Linked DNA regions of Macaca mulatta: region 2 is linked to region 1. Evidence: chromatin contacts called from public Hi-C data. All regions are on one chromosome and are shown on one strand. Each heading gives the region's core, a stretch centred on a gene start, on an enhancer-like site or on the middle of the called end of the contact. The rest is flanking DNA. Distances are from core to core; before and after follow the strand shown.

Region 1 (2,513 bases), core at 5-2,504:
AGGCCTCCCGCTCCTCTCAGGCAAGGCTGGGAGCCTCTCCTTGACATGTACCCCGAATGCCTTATGTGCCCTTCTGTTGAAGTCCTTATTGCACAAGTTGGGCAATTGAGTTGACACTGGGCGAAAGAATCTCGGAGGCCCGCTCTGTTTTTCAAAGTTCCTAATTCTCATAAATACAGTCTACACTTCACCAGGCTTCTTATGACCTTTGGATTCTTTTCCTCTCCTCTGTAGCTGGATGAAGGCACTCCTCCAGAACCAAAGGGAACATTTGTCGACTATCAGACAACTGTGGTTAAATACTCCAAAGCCATTGCGGTGACAGCTCAGGAAATGGTAAGAGGGGAGAGAACTGCCCTCCCCACTGTTAGTTGCCTTTTTATCCACTGCCGCCGCTGAGCCTGCAAATCCCAGATCTGTGTCGGAGAGAGAGCCCAGACCACTCTCTAGTCCCTCAGGGGCTCCAGCTTCTGTCCTTTATCTGTGGTCTTTCTGGCTGCCTGTGTCTGGTAGCCCCAGTCTGCTGTAGTTCTTATCTCATGAAAAAGCTGCAAGAGGGAATTAAAGGTGGCTGAGACTTGGGCATGAGGACAGAGGAGCAAAGGAAGGAGAGAAAATGAGAAGACGGGGAAAACAAGGAATTTGTAGTTAAGGAGAAAGGGGAAGAATCCTATTCACCTCACAAAGGACTGGAGGTGTTTTTAGTAGATTAAAATAACAGTGCAAGAGAAGATATTTCGGGATAAAATAGAACAGAGATGAGATTATTTGATGAAATCAAGTTATAATACTTGGACAATAAGGTATTGCCATCTTTCAGGCAAAATGAAACAGTATGGTTATGTAAAAAGAAAAAAAAAAATTCCTGACAGTAGAAGGCATACGACTTTTGGAGGTAATGTTTGGTTTGGGCTTTTTTTTTTTTTTTTTTTTTGGCTAAAATGTAATGCAGCCAGAACTGTAATATATAGATCCTTAGATACAAATGGCATTGAGAGAAAGTGAATGCTCTCTGATATGTTAAGCAGTTATAAGAAAGATGACAAATGTGGTTCCCAAAGAATTGATAGGAGTCCATAGAAAAAGTTTCTCTCAACTCTTGAAAGCTCAGATGCCATAAGATAAAATTTCTTGTCCTTCTCGGGGGAAACATGCCTCTTTGATACTTGCCACAGAAGCCTGGGTTGAGAAATCAATGGGCCTTCCTCGCTGGAGTGACCAGAATGAGCCACCACGTGGTTGCTGTGCCCAGATCCCCTCTGAGTGGTTTTGTCATGTAATCGTGTGTCCACTAGAGGTTGAGCTTGGACCACAAAGTCGTCCCTGGCTGCTGCCATTCATTCATGGAAACTCTGTGGTTGTGCCAGGCTTGTTTAAAAGAATTCAGGCTGGAGAATGGTACACCCATCTCAGTGTTCTGTGAAAAGCTGGAGCTGAGCCCAGTCTTGTCCTTCTCGGGAGCGTGGGGGATGGATCCTAGGTCCGAGCCAGCAGCCCTTCAGCGCAGATTCCTGATGAGCAGGAAGCACAGCGCAGCAGCGGTAAAAACATGTTTGAGCAGCCTCATGGTGTTTCTGGAATGTCTCCAGAACCAGGTCCTGGGCTGCCCTGGCCTGACCCTGGGTGTCCATGAGCTTAAGGAGCTGAGCTTCAGGCTGCGTGGTCACTCCTGAGATAACTGGCCTGGCTCCTTGTGTGAAAGAGGCCCTCCTCACCCCGTAAGGAGTGACCCAGTGCACCTGTTGGCAGGTCGCAGTGGAGCAGTGCGTGGCACCACTCACTCTCGTGCAGCTCAGTGTGCGTTCCTTGGAGGCCACATCTCAGCTGAAGGCTGGGACGTGTCCTTGTACACATGCCTTAGATGGGGTGGACATTCCTGTCCTGCCTTGATGGATGGAGAGTCATTCAAAAGGTATTTTAAAAGGCTGTTTAAAATCAAGGTCTTAAAAGACCACAAATAAAGAGACAGTATTGTTATCCAGAGCAAGAGGAGGTGGAACAGGAGGGGAGCCCCGTGATGAGGGACAAGTTGACACCCTTCTGGGTGGTAGATTAAAACTGCTTTTGTGAGAATTTAAAGGTATTTTTGTCCAGAGGAAGAAGAAACACTAGAAACTAGCATGCCAGCTACCTTAGATAATTGAGATGCATCAGTCTATGAAACAGAGAAAAATCCCGAGTATCTTCATAATAAAGGCAGAACTTGACCATGTGGGCTACACACTACTCTTAACTAAATTTGTGGGTAAAACCTTGTGATTCCTTGGCACAAATTTACTGCAAAGCTGTATCCTCTATGAGTTTTTTTTCCTCTAAAACATTGGCTTATCCAGCACTTCTCATTCATGGTTTTCTTAACAGCCCTGTCCTCATGCCCTCTCTCGCCTGGGTGGGACCTGCTTCGGGGCATCCAGAGACCAGATCAGCCCCCTACAGAAGCCTGGGCCCAGGAGTGAGAAGCGAACAGGGCTTGTGCCTTCTGGGGGCTTCTAGGGGGAATTCCTCTGGTGACC
Region 2 (2,513 bases), core at 6-2,505, 260 kb after region 1:
TGGGGGATGGGAGCAGTAGAGTTCAAAATAAGAAGTGTTGGGGGAAAAATCCTCCCGCTTCCAAGCACAGCTCACATGGCAAAGCCGGGCCTGCTCCCTCCTCAGAATTGCGGCTGCGGATGCAATGACTTAGCCGGGATAACGCCGATCCCACGTTTTCCGAAACCTGGCACCTAAGCATCTAACATGGAAAGGCCGACTCCCTAAAATCAGTGCAAGAAAAATTATAACAAGTTAGATCTGGAGGGACCTCGGAGATCATCTACACCCTAGATTTAAAGTTGAGAAAGCCGCGGGCAGCAAACAAGTTCACACAGTTGCTGGTGGCAGAGTAGAGACCACAGACCAAGTTGCGTGAGTCTAAACTCAATGTTCTTTCCCCTTAAACTGCCACCCGCACACACACACGTACACACGTACACACGTACACCTTTTTGGAGGCACCGCACAGCAAGCACAGAAGTACGCCACTGAGTCCTGTGTCCCTAAAGTATTTGACTGTCACCTCCGCTGGGGGAAAGGGCACGCAGAAAACAAGACTCCGTGTGCTGTCGCTGTGCCGCCCCCTGCCTTTCTGACCCGCGCCCGCAGAGAAAGTCTCAGAAGCCGCCCCAGGCTTTCTCCCACGTTCTCCCTTTCTCTGTTTCAGTTGAGTTTCCAGAGCGTGAGCGCCCAGGATGACACCTGGCTGGCTGAGAGCTGCCTGGGAGGCGCTGGCGGGTGCCGAGAGCGCACCGGCCCTGACGCGGGGTGCGGCACGGCTGGGAAGCCTCCCGGCCTTTGGCTCAGCGCGCCGGGGGACGGCCCAGGGGGGCGACGCGCATCCACCACTTGGCCCGCGCTCTCCCAGCCTCCGGCGGCTCACAGCGGGCTCGGCTGGGGATCCAAATGGCGGGGTGTCGGCCCTGAGAGAAGGGGGCGCGGAGGGAAGAGGGTTGCGCCTTAGCCTCGGCTCGGCCCCAACGCCCTCTCCCTGGCGCGCAGGTTTAGAAACAGGGCGGCCTTGCTCGGCAGCCGACTCGGCTGCTCGGGTCCCCATATATAGTCATATACACCGTCAACTGGGAGGCCGGCGGCCGGCAGCGAATGGGCGAGCAGCCCCCGCGGGAGGAGCGGGGAGGGGGCACGGGGCGGAGGGAGGAGAGGAGGAAGGGGGGCAGGAGAAAAAAGCTTTTCCAAAAAAGTATTGGCTGTCTTGAGGAATGCGGTCGCCCCCTTGGGAAAGTACATATCTGGGAGCAGCAGGCGGCTCCGCGCTCGCACTCCCGCTCCTCCGCCCGATCGCGCGCTCGCCCCGCCGCTCCTGCCGCAGCCCCAGGGCCCCTCGCAGCCGCCACCATGGACGCCATCAAGAAGAAGATGCAGATGCTGAAGCTCGACAAGGAGAACGCCTTGGATCGAGCTGAGCAGGCGGAGGCCGACAAGAAGGCGGCGGAAGACAGGAGCAAGCAGGTCTGCGCCTCCCCGGCCCTGAACCCGCGCCCCGAGTGCGGGGACCCGAGCCTGGCACCCCCGGCTGGATCCCCACCCCGAGGACTCGGGGAGATACCACCCTACCCCCACCACCACCCAGGGCGGCCAGGGCGCGCGTCTGGAAAGAAGGAAGGGAAATGCAAAAGCCAGGCTTAGTCTAACTTTGTAGTCTGATCTGAGGACGCTTATTTCCCTTCTCTGGTTCCCATGACCCGCGAAGTCAAGTCCTAGAGGCGCTTTATTCTCAGGACTGGGAATCAGTTTGGGGCAGGGAGGAGGACACCCGGTTCCTGGGGACGTTTGAAGGAAGGGCGCGGGATGGAGAAAGGGTGTCGAGTAATTCAAGTGTTATAAGTTATTTGACTTTTGACTGGGGAGAAAGGAACGTTAAACTTGGGGAGGAAAGGGGAGTCGTGGAGTTGTTACCAAAGAACAAAGATGGGACGGAATGGAGGCTACAGCCCGAAAGCCAGGCCAGCAGTGGCGTTCTTCTGTGTCCCCAAGTAGTGGACTTGAGCCCGCTGAGACCTCGGCAGAAGTCTCCTCCCAGGGCAGGTGGGTGTGCGGGGTGAGCCCTGGAGCGGTTCCAGCTCGGGTAAAGAGAAAGTTACCTTGGGTCCCTTGCACTCCATCTCGGCGGCGGTGCCCCGAGCCCCAGGGGCCCCAGTCAACCCGATGCCCGTGTGTTGTGTGTGTCTAACACCCGGTCCGTGCCGGCCGCCCGCGCCCGCCCGCCGCTGCCCCCAGCTCGAGGAGGACATCGCGGCCAAGGAGAAGTTGCTGCGGGTGTCGGAGGACGAGCGGGACCGGGTGCTGGAGGAGCTGCACAAGGCGGAGGACAGCCTCCTGGCCGCCGAGGAGGCCGCCGCCAAGGTACCCGGGGCGCGCGGCACAGCGTGGCGCACGAATGGCTAACTCTTTCTCTTTCTCTCTCTCTCTCTCCCTGTCTTTCCCTCTGTCTCTCCCGCTGTCCCTGTCCTTCTGGTTCTGTGCACCCACACCCCTCCCCTTCGGGATCACGCTGCCTGCTGCACCCCCCT

Evidence for each region. A called contact is a pair of places that touch in the nucleus more often than the background predicts.
Region 2: a Hi-C map of fetal cortex germinal zone shows a contact between it and region 1, with 2.9 times the contacts expected there. The contact joins the promoter of TPM1 here to the enhancer-like site in region 1. A contact is called at or near these places in 4 of 14 Hi-C or Micro-C datasets (blood, fetal cortex germinal zone, fibroblasts and 1 more).

The regions. Positions count from the first base shown.
Region 1 is chr7:40,122,832-40,125,344 of T2T-MMU8v2.0, forward strand. It overlaps TLN2 (talin 2), which reads left to right. Exons shown (of 60, transcript XM_077939530.1): 45 at 235-336. Among named protein-coding and RNA genes, the nearest start is that of MIR190A, 43 kb to the right of the region's middle. Within about 2 kb of position 1,255, at least 13 of the 40 cell types and tissues checked have an H3K27ac peak or open chromatin away from gene starts, as enhancers often do. A contact at or near this core is called in fetal cortex germinal zone, where this site is marked.
Region 2 is chr7:40,387,248-40,389,760 of T2T-MMU8v2.0, forward strand. TPM1 (tropomyosin 1) reads left to right here and starts at 1,256. Exons shown (of 9, transcript XR_013395649.1): 1 at 1,256-1,452.